Regions from separate parts of the Mus musculus genome. Here regions 2 and 3 are each linked to region 1. A link is a contact called in public HiChIP or PLAC-seq data. All regions are on one chromosome and are shown on one strand. The core of a region is the stretch at or near the end of the contact, and the rest is flanking DNA. Distances in the headings are between cores, read along the strand shown.

The links. HiChIP or PLAC-seq counts read pairs in DNA pulled down with a chosen protein or histone mark.
Region 2: a contact with region 1 is called in a CTCF HiChIP or PLAC-seq map of the NIH/3T3 cell line, with 6 read pairs. The contact joins the promoter of Shcbp1 here to the promoter of Elavl1 in region 1. A contact is called at or near these places in 1 of 39 promoter capture datasets (pre-B cells), 1 of 15 datasets of contacts at CTCF or cohesin (the NIH/3T3 cell line), 1 of 484 Hi-C or Micro-C datasets (CD4 T cells), 3 of 115 datasets of contacts at active chromatin or transcription factors (bone marrow-derived macrophages, memory CD8 T cells and thymic regulatory T cells) and 1 of 9 other capture datasets (liver).
Region 3: an H3K27ac HiChIP or PLAC-seq map of bone marrow-derived dendritic cells shows a contact between it and region 1, with 3 times the contacts expected there. The contact joins the enhancer-like site here to the promoter of Elavl1 in region 1. A contact is called at or near these places in 7 of 39 promoter capture datasets (the C10 cell line, the HPC-7 cell line, cranial neural crest and 4 more) and 1 of 115 datasets of contacts at active chromatin or transcription factors (bone marrow-derived dendritic cells).

The regions. Positions count from the first base shown.
Region 1 is chr8:4,323,545-4,327,239 of GRCm38.p6, forward strand. Elavl1 (ELAV (embryonic lethal, abnormal vision)-like 1 (Hu antigen R)) reads right to left here and starts at 1,556. Exons shown (of 6, transcript NM_010485.3): 1 at 1,342-1,556. It also overlaps a transcript of Ccl25 not described here.
Region 2 is chr8:4,778,002-4,781,696 of GRCm38.p6, forward strand. Shcbp1 (Shc SH2-domain binding protein 1) reads right to left here and starts at 1,566. Exons shown (of 13, transcript NM_011369.3): 1 at 1,420-1,566. The coding sequence starts at 1,522. It also overlaps the pseudogene Gm6334.
Region 3 is chr8:4,690,704-4,694,398 of GRCm38.p6, forward strand. No RefSeq gene overlaps it. Among named protein-coding and RNA genes, the nearest start is that of Gm6410, 18 kb to the left of the region's middle. Within about 2 kb of position 2,103, at least 1 of the 459 cell types and tissues checked has an H3K27ac peak or open chromatin away from gene starts, as enhancers often do. A contact at or near this core is called in bone marrow-derived dendritic cells, where this site is marked.

The DNA.
Region 1 (3,695 bases), core at 306-2,805:
ATCCTGTTTCACTTTCTTCTCTAAAATGGATACTGTAACATCTACCTTAGGGGCTGGGGACATGCCCGTGAAGTATGAACACATGGTCCATTGTTGAAAGATTCTGGTGATTATTTTAACTGCATATTCCATGTGTACTGGGGGTTTCCTCACATCTTTACATCTGCACAATACTTTCCCCATGCTATTTCACAGGCATTTCAATACGGCTTATTCAAGATCTTAGGTGCTTCACCCAGATCATCGGATAGGGCTGGAAGAACTTTTCCAGGAAGACTGCTTAAAGATTTCTCACCTCTCTGTGTATGTGTTTTGGTGGAGGGAAAAAAACGAGAGAAAGAACCCTAGCAACGCCTCAATGTGTTTTTGGTACTCACAACTGGAAGAAGTAGGAGGCAGAGATGCTAATACTCAGTAGGCAGAAGAAGCCAGGCATGCTATCCAACTTTCTGCAATGCATAGGGCAGCCAGGCCCTCCCAACCAACCATTATCTGACTCTAACTGCCTGTAACAAGGAGGTTAAGAAAGCTTTAACATCCGATCTTGCCTCTTCTAGAGCTCTGGCCAGCGGTGTCCCACATGGACACTTCCGATAATGGAAGCTCTGTCTAGTGCAAAAAAGTTCTCCACCTGCTCTCCACATAGTAGGCGTCAAACCCATTTTGGCATGCTTTAGCAGCAGAAGACAAGAGAAAGGGAAGATCCATCATCACTACCCATTGTTCAACAGCGTGCAATTGCCTTTTTAATATTTACACGTTATTTTACAAATGAAAACGTCCCTAAAACAGCTTTGTTAGAGATGGCGATCAAAGAAAAAATTTCCCCTTTCTCTTCTAGACTTCTACACACAGACGAAAGGTTTGCACACTTCTAAAAGGACCTCATGATTCGTCGCGGTGTGTCCAGAAAATCGTCCACAAAAGAAATCTATGGGATTTCCCGAGGGAGCAAGTCTGTGGGCCATGACCTCTGGCGCCCAAGGTCCTCGCTCCACTCTTCCACCCCCGGATCACCGGGCCTCCGAGATCAACTATCCGGGGCCCCCCAAGCCTCGGAGCCCGGCCCCCCAAAGCGCGTGCCCACGCTGTGTCCTTCTCCCGCCTCTCTCGCGGGAGCCCAGAGGAATCTGGCCCGGCGGAGGCTTGTCGCCAACCTGAATCAAACAGAGTCGGTTCCCATTCGCCCAGCCGCGGCCCACACGCGCGTCTCCATACCCAGGCCTACCGCGGCCTGGGGCCTTCGGCCGGTGCAGGCCCGGCGGACGCCCGTGGGGCTAGGCGAGCTCAGGCCCTAGCGCGGCCTACTCTTTCGGAAGTCGCCGAAGCCTCCGGCCTCACCTGAACACGGGCGGGAAGGCCCGGGACTCTGCTCCGGGGCGGGCGGCGCGGCGATAACGGCTCCGCACGGCCTCGGCAGCGGTGGCGGCGGCGGCGGCGGCGGCAGAGCGGTAGCGGTAGCGGTAGCGGCGACGGCGACGGCGACGGCGACGGCGACGGCGACGGCTGCGGCTCCTCCTCAGCGCGCACGACCCGCTCCCCGGCCCCGCGGCCCAGACACGCCCCCTGCTCAGCGCGCTCTGCTATTGGTCAGTGTCTTTGAAGAAGCGACGCTCATTGGTTGGCATGGCTGTCGCGGTACGCGGGTGCGCGCGGCGTAGGCGGGACTTCCTGTCGGCGTCGTCCGCGGTGGACCAAGGCGCCCAGTGGAGTCGCGAAGTGGCTGGCGATGGCCGCGGAGAGGGTGAGTTGGAGCCTGGCCCGCAGTGGACGCCGTCTGGACGTCGAGGCCAAAGAGTGGCGCTCTTTATAGAACGCACGTCGTGTGATCCTCACAATGCGGGCTGTGCAGCCGCTTACGTCCAGAGAAAGCAAGTTGGTCATCGGGAGCCCTCGCTAGGAGGACAGGATCCCCGATTCGAATCCCGGCCCGGACATTTCCGGTCTGCCTGCAGTTGAGCACCGGCTGACGTCACTGAGCCGGGCCTCAGTTTTGTTATCTGGTGAAGCGGGTTAAAGGATGTGGTCAGCATGGTCAGCCTCTGGGAATCTAAAGTTAAAATTTCTTGGTTTTAAGATTTTTCTTAGTGTGTATGCATGGGTGTTCAGCCTGCATGTATGTTAACCCTGTGCACCATATGCGTGTAGTGCAGATGGGAGTCAGAGAGAAGGTCGGATCCTCCGGGGGACTATTGTTAACTGCGTTTGGGAGCCGACTACTGAACCCATGTCTTCTGTAAAAGCAGCCAGTGATCTTAATTGCTGAGCCATCTTTCCAGCCCCACTTCCTTCGAAATTTAAAATGCCTACTATGTGCCAGGCAGTCGGGCAGTGACCAGAAAAACAACTGCCTGTGCCTTTTGGAGGCTGCTGTTCTGGACTAGTGCTATCAGAAACGTATATGCCACCCTGTTTGATTGAAAACTTCTCTATTGTCTCTACCTCTGTCCACCGTTTTTTAGCGTGTTTGTTTTCTTTTAGTCGGGATCTTCCTAAGTAGTCCTGGCTTGGAACTTATAAATCACGCTGACCATTGCCTCATAGAGATCTGCCTGCCTCTGTTTCCTGATTGCTGGGGTTTAGGGTGATGTTTCATATGATCCAGGTTGGCCTTAAACTTTCTGTGTAACGAAGGATGTCAGTGAAATGATCCTTTTGCTTTCATCTCCCAAGTTCTAGGATTACAGGCCTGCAACACAGCCGCTGCGTGTAGGTAACCTTTTAAAAGTAGTTCTACAGGATTTGAAAAAAAGTTATATTCAAAATTTTTATATTATGTATGTATTTGTTTGTATGTATGTACGTGTTTTTAAAGGATGGTGTTTGTGTATATGTGTATAATATGTATATATTATAATATGCATGTGTTTGTGTGACCATCTATGTGAGAGTCAAAGGGTTACTTGGAGGCGTCAGTTCTTCCGTCATAAGAGATATGGGGGTTGAACTCAGGTTTACACTCAGCAACCAATGTCTGTTCAGCTGAGTCATCTTTATAGCCTGCGATGTCCTTTGTAAAAAAAAAAATATTTATTCACTTAACATCCCAATTGCTGCCCCCACTCCTGGTCCCCTTCTCCTTCTCCTCTGAGAGGGTGGAGCCCCTCACCTTGGCATATCAAGTCTCTACAGGGAGAGGCACAACTTCTCTCTAAGGCAGACAAGGCAGCCCCGTTAGGGGAGCATATTCCGCTTGGGACATCCTTCATCAGCTCTGTACAGTAAAACTTTAAAGAAGCCACAAAATTGTCAGCTATATGGCAACTTAAATTTTAAAATTATTAACTTATGGGCCAAGGGCGTAGCTTAGTGGTAAAGTACTTTCCTAGCACATCCAAGGAGGTTCACAAAAGAAGAGGAAAGGGAAAAGAAGGACATGGATATAGTTTGGTGGTTGAGTGTCTTCATGACATACACAAAGAGATAAAGTAGAAGGGTCAAAAGTTCATAGACAGGATGGAAAGATGGCTCAGCATTTATGATTAGTGTTACAGAGAACCATGATTCAATTCCCATCAACCCATCTATTGACTCACAACTAACTTTAATTGCAGTACCAAGGGATATAACACCCTCTTCTGTCCTCCAGGGGCACTGCACTCATGTATACAAAGCCACACTCAGACATACATATACATATGTGACTCACAAATAAAAATACAATCTTCCCTTTAAAAAGAAGTTCATTCTTGACT
Region 2 (3,695 bases), core at 316-2,815, 450 kb after region 1:
GGTTGTCCCTTGGTCAGGCCTGAGGAGCGATGCGACAGGCATGATGGAAGTCGAGTCCTCTTACTCGGACTTCATCTCCTGCGACCGGACAGGCCATCGGAATGCAGTCCCTGACATCCAGGGAGACTCGGAGGCCGTGAGCATGCGGAAGCTCGCTGGAGACATGGGCGAGCTCGCACTTGAGGGAGAAGCACAGGCAGAGGGAAGTACCCCAGACAAGGAAGCCAGCAGCCAGCCTGAGAGCAGTGATGCGAACACCTCGTCCTGAGTCTGCCTGTGGTCCCAAGGCTGGAAGAGACCTGCTGTACCTCCCGGACTGGAGCCCTGGCCAGCCAGGCCGACTGAGAGCCTCATGGAATCCTCTGTGGCCCCCACTCCAGCCAAGTCCTCCACCCACACCGCAGGCTCCACTCTTCCCCACCTCCCCACGGTGCTCAGGTACACTCTGAAGACAACCAGCACCACGAGATATTATTTATTCAGCTAGGCGGGGCTTGAGCCAGGCCCTGCCCCTAGGTGAGCAGCTGCCACCTGGACAGGGACTGTCCTGTCACCACTCACCCTCCAGCCAGCCTGTCTGTCAGGAAGATCTTCCTAGCCCTTTTTTAAAGCTTCTTTTACATTTTTAAAAAAACATAACTTTTTCAGAGAGAGAGAGAGAGAGAGAGAGAGAGAGAGAGAGAGAGAGAGAGAGAGAGAGAGAGAGAGAGAGAAGCTGACAATCACTTTTCTTCTGCTTTGGTTTTGGGTTTTGGTTTTGTTTTGAAAGCGGGTTTAAGCTCAGTTCTGATGATCTATGCAGCTCTAAGTTTCCTCATGGCGCCTCACAGATCCAGTTTGGGGAAAGGATTTGGATTCAAAACTAACTGACCAATTCTTTGCCCTTTTTACCAAAAGACTGATACTTAGGCCCAGGAAATAAATGCTGGTGGTTTGTGTTGGAAAAAAAGAAAAAAGAAAAGAAAAGAAAAGCTGGGTCAATTCTATTTCTGGATTCTATCCAAACTCAGCTCTGCTGTCATCTGTCCCCAGTGCATAGGATGAGAGTTCAAGGTTGTTTTTAAAAAGGAGAAGCGTAGCACATGATCCCTTAGATGTAGGTTAAAAACAAATCAATCAATCAATCAATCAATCAATCAAACAAACAAAAACTTGGCTCATGAAATAAATGAATACAAAGCCCCCTGAGTCCCTTCCGTCTGGGGAATGTCCACCCAGATCCAACCCCTTCTCTTCTCCGGAAGCTGAGTCAGGAGGATAGAGAGCCTAAATTGGCCACAGTATCTCCCGACTCCGAAGTCGTGAGAGCGGGGCCAGACCCAGCACAGAACTCCCCACCCAGGTAATCGCGTCCTTAGGGTGGCCAGGCCCGGCCGGCAACCACGAAAACAGCTCTCCGACTCGGGTTGAGGTGCTCACCTTCCTTCCAGGACGCCGGTTCCTTCTCCGCCGCCAAGTCAGGTCTCGGTGGAACCATAGCTATAGGTTCCAGAACTCCACCAGCCCGCAAATCATCAGCCATTTCAAATTTACGCGGGCGGCTGTCACAAACCAGAACGCGATGACGACATCTCTAGCGTCAGTACTCGACTAGAGGAGCATCTTCAGCTTTCAGTAACTGCTCTGATAGTCCTTCAGCGCCACCTGTGGGATTGGCGGACTGTTCTCGATCAAGTTCTTCCCAGTAACAAAAGGAAGTTGAATGTTGATGTAATTTGGAATGCTTTCTCAAAAATCAGCAAGGCAAACTTGGATGTTGAGCATAGTAGAAAAGATAATGAAAGTGAAATGATTAAGATATGCCATCTTGATTGACTCTATGTTTGCTTAAAGAGTTTTTAGGTCAGTTGACCTTGGCAACACCTTTAAGATTTCCAGAGCCTTGGCCATGGTCAGAGGTATTAAACGAAATAATTAGCAAGTTATGTCTAAAATAACTACTATTTTCTGCTAATAATAAATGCTTCAAGATTACTCTAACACCCACTTTACTTTGGTTTACCTTTAAAACTATATATCCTTGAGCTTTGTCAACAAGTAAGTTTTTAGGGGCTCAAGTTTGATCTCCAATAAAAAGGACGTAAAAGTTTTAATTGGCTTAATCAGTGTGGTTGTCAATTACAGTAGATCATTACAAACAACACAAAAGCAAACAAACAAACAAACAAACAAACAAAAACATGTATGTGTTTTAGCCACTGCTAGTGAATGCTATTACGTGTGTGTGTGTGTGTGTGTGTGTGTGTGTGTGTGTGTGTGTAAATCCCTTCATGACTCAGGAGCTGGCTACAGATGAAGCAATATTAGAATGTTGGTATAAGCAGCTCTGTCACTGTCACCATCAGGAACCAGACACTGGGTAGTTTCAAGTAATGTTAAATTATATTTAGATAGGCTGTGGTGGCATATGCCTTTAATTCTACTACTCTAGAGTCAGAAGCAGAGACAGAGACAGGAGGTAGGTCTCTAGGAGTTCCAGGCCAGATTGGTCTACAAATCAAATTCCAGTTCAGTAAGGGTGATATGGTAAAACGTCTCAAAAAGTTATATTTAGTATGCTATTTGATTAACTTTTAATAAATTAAACTGTAACTAACGTTAATAGCTATTATTTACTATACAAAATACTGCCAGCAAGTTTTACCTACAATATCTTATTTAAATTTCAAAAATCATTCTATGGAGCTGGAAAAATGTTTCAACTGATGGGATATTTGCTAGACAAGCATGAGGACGTGTTTGGTCCCCAGACCCACATAAAAAACTAGATATGATAGTAACCATTTGTAATCCCAGTGCTGGAAGAGGGATGGTTTGGAGACAGGACCACCCTGGATCTTATTGGTCAGCAAGTCTATCCAAATTGGCAAAGTTCAGGTTCAGTGAGAGAACTTATCTCAAAAAATAAGGTGGGGAGCCATAGAAAAAGACACCAGACCTAATCATCTGTTATCTACACTTATGTCCACACACTCACATGAACATGCATGTATCACAAAACATATGTAAATTAATACATAAATATTTTATCAGTCTTCAGGAATTAGTCTTGCTATCCCCCAGTAATCTGCTCCTTGCTATGTACTGAAAAAGCATGTTTTCTTAAAAAATATTCCAATGAGATAAGACGTAGCAGTACGGTCTACTCATTTCACAATGAGGTACAGACCTCATGAAAAAGTTGAATAACTTCTCCAAGCTAATTCAATAGCTTTTCCATGTCCTCTTGCTCTGGTGGCTGGCTGTTAGTCATCAAGATGTCGGTGTTTGAGGTGACTAATTGAGGCCTGAGGTGAACCAGATTCTAGAGAGTTATGTTTTTTTCCCCCCTAGTCTCCCAGCCCCTTCCCAGTGGCTCCCATGAGACAAAGTTTCTTTTGTATCACCTCGTTTTGCTCTGTAGATTGCCATCTTTACCAGCTTGCCACAGGTATCTCAGTAGCACCTTAACTTAATTCTTTCTCATCCTCGATGTCACTTCTTGAGGTATGTTGTATGAAAAAAAGTCTATTTTCAGTAACAGAAAAAAAAAAAAAGAATTTCCAGAATCAAACTTTTAGTCTTTTGTAGACTAGTCTAGTCCAATGTTCTGGGAAGTTGTGCTACTCCAGGTAGAGCTCAGCTTGGGAGAGTGGAAGCATCAGTATCATTCCGTTGCTTCATCAGCCCTGGGGATGGTGGGAGACTTTTGAAGC
Region 3 (3,695 bases), core at 853-3,352, 370 kb after region 1:
CACACACACATACACATGCACATACACACACAGCACAGAACAAGGAACGTATCTAACTGCTGTTTCTGGGAGTCAGCAGAGTACCTTAAACATAATAAGCCATTGCTCAATCTTTGATTAGTGGGTAAACAGGAAATGCTTCCATGAAAGGCAGTACCTCGAATCCCTACACCTCTCCAGAGCATAGGGACTTGATTCTTAGGCCAACTCATTTTGGAGGGAACACCACAAATGGTAAGAAAGGAAACTGATCCTTGGAGTCATTTACCCAAGAGTGAGTCTGGTTGGTTTGTTTGAAGACCTTTGAGCTGATCTCTTAAACATAGGCCATTCTATCCACTCTATTTATTGAACATCACAGCAAAGACAGTGTGGGAGAGGAATGAGGAACTCTTGTCTTAGGTTTTTACAGAGGTCTCATGAAGGGAAAAATTGTTTCTCTGACTCTATTGACTCAGAATATCACCCAAGGACACAACCGGGTATTATTAATCTATGCCCACATTGCTTTCAACATTGGAGGAAGAGGTTCAAACCTTACTGCTTCCAGCAAATGGTCATAGTTCTAGCCCCTACATCTTTTGCACAAATGCATTGCTCTGAGCTAGGAATCAACAAATCATTAAGGAAAAATAGAGCAAATCATAATTTAGAGAGGCCAAAGCAGAGCAAGATTGAATACATTGTTTTACTTAAAGATCAGTTAATTCTGAACAGATTGAATACACTGTAAGCAAGCAGAGAAACCATAAAGATCTCAAAACACATTACTAACTTGTTTGTAGGTTGGGTGAAAGTTTGATGTGTAATGGCAAGCTGCAAACAACATTTCTTAGAAAAATCATTTACAGTTTTTTTCTACTGAATCCACTAACCTGGATTTGCAGAGCTCTTGCTTTACACTGAGGAGGTGCGTCAACATACCTAACTTTTAAAATGGAAAAACATGTATGTCTTTCAAAATAATCTGAGCAACCACATGAAGAAAACAGCATTCTGCCAGTGTTTCTGAATGTAGGAGATCTCACTGACAAGGCTGTGGTTACTCTGCATAAACATCAAGTGGGACTGGGCAGCCCTGTAGGTAACTTCCCCATGAGGGCCTGCCTGAGAGACTAGAGATTGGTGATGCAGACAATGACAGCCAATCAGGAACTGCCACTTGGAGGCATGCTTGCTTGGGAACAATGGAAGCCATAAAGGGCGCTTCTGAAAAATAAAACTACTTTATTTTCTCACCTGTTCCAGAAGTCTGGGCTCCATGCCTTCTCAGTACTCAAGGGAGACATGGGGCAAGACTCAGGCAACATCTGAAGAGGTTTCTGTGTCTCATATACTGTGCTAAGAGTCAGGACAGAGACAAGGAGCTATGTCTTTACTTAGCAATCTCAAAGTAAGAAAAAATACAACATACATGGAGTGTAGAGGAGAGGCTGGGCATGGGGATAACAGTGTTGCTGTAAGGGAACTGGGGCATGGACAGTATTGCAAGTCAGTTCAGAAAAGAATACTTTTCTCTATTCAGATCAGGTAGAGTTCTCTTCAGCATGTTAGCTTTAGAGTATGAATTTTCCTTTCCCAGTGGTGATGCCAGGCAGGTCAGCTCAGCTACTTTAGCTAGACCTCAAGCAAGCCATGGAGTCAGCTTTCCTTGGATCAAACAGATGATAAAATCATCTTTTGAACCTGGATTCTTTCTCAAGATTTATCAAATCAGAAGCCCTTCACTATCTTGACACACTTCATAAATCCATTTGTAATTTTCAAAAATAGTTATCCTAGGATTTTCATCAATACTGTTAATGATGGTAGAACATCCCAAAAGTGGGAGGAAAGGGACTTCAGAGATCAGAGAAACTGATGGGTAGCCCTTCCCATGGTATCCACCTGCTCAGAGAATAGGGAGACTTCTGTACAAAAATAACCGGGGTTATGACAGGCCATTAGCAGGGAGTCAATGCATGAGGCAAAGTCAGGAAATTTCTGGCTGAAAGTTGAGTTCCTTCAGTGAAGCCATCCATTGAGGAACATAAGCTCCAGGGATGTGGCAGAGATAATCTGGTGTGCTCCTATTCAGAGAAGCCTTGGTGCAGCAAAAAAAAAAAGATGTTACAGATATTTCTCTTAGCAAACAAGGATCTGAAACTCTTTACACAATGCAGGATTCTCACATGCCTCTCTCTGCTCATTTATGACACAAATTGTTAAATGGTTGTTGCTTCCTTTGATGAGTTATTCTGATTAAAGATTATCTGAAAATGATCTACCATTTATTCAGTCTATTTTCTTCATCTCTATACACAAATGTCAAACTACCTGAGCAATTTTTGAAAAGAGAAATTAAGGAAGTTTTGTAGCCAGCCCAAAAGAAAAAATTTGAAGTCCAAATGCTTCACACACACACACACACACACACACACACACACACACACACACACCATCTTTAGAAGGAGCCTAAAACAGTTAAGTTTTAATGAAACTCAAGCACAGAATAATTCTGGTGAGGCTTGCATTAGAGAAAGGACTGGAAAAGCCATGCTTCACACTCTGTTCTTGTTCAGTTATGTCCTAGTTTTTATGTTTTCTCAAGAGACTGTGTCCAGCCTGACCCAAGAGTTATGTGCAATCTCTGAGGAAAACAGTCTTCCATCATTCCATGTTCTGTGCCAGTATCTCAGTAGTAGTACTATGGCCATTGTGAACCAAGTGATTCTTCACTGGGTGGGTCCAGGAATGGAAGAGAAGAACATAACCCACTTCTAAGGGTCCAGTCACTGGAGCCAGCAACATCCCCTCCTGTTCTATACAATAAAAAAATGGTTCTTGGGGCTGGAGAAATAGGTTGATGGCTAAAGATCTTGCTACATATACAAGCATAATAACTATAGTTTAGATCCCCAGCATCCACATAAATGCCAAGTGGGTGTGGCAGCCTGTCTATATTTATAATGCAGAGAAGGCAGACATGGTTTGCCTGGGCAAGCTGGCTAGCTAGACTAACCATATCCAAGAACTATGAATTAACTGAAAGACTTTGCTTTAATGATTAAGAAAGGAAGACTCACAACATCAACTTTGAGCCTCCAATGTACACATGCATGCATATCACACATGCACATAAGAAAAGGAAAAAAAAAACTTCTCTAGATACTGCCAAAATGTCTCCTGCAGGGTGAAATTCTCCCTGGTAGGGAAGCACTTCCCTGTGTCTGTGCCTCTGAAAGGGCTTAAAATGAAAGATTTCTTTCAAGAATTGATTGTTACTAAGTGGTACCAAGAACACTACCATTATACACTGATTAAAATTTTTTAGAAGATCCCACAACCCTTAAGAGGTCCCCACTTCTAAAAGTTTCATCTACACACACACACACACACACACACACACACAAACCTGTCTAGAACTTGTTTTCCAAAGAAGGGAACAGACTACGTTTTAAGCTTCTGCAAGTAAAGATTTAATCTATAAGAGTTAATGTTGATTTATTGATACCCGGCCTATAAAATGACTCAAAGGGTAGAAACTGTTGTCAGAAGATACAAGCCTGATGATCAGGGTTCAATCCTAGAACCCACAGAAAAGAGGAAAAAAAGAACTTATTCATATTGATTACGCCATAGAATACATACCCCATCCCTACTGTTTAAAATAATAATAGACCCTGGACTCCACCAAGACTACTCTGCACAGGTGA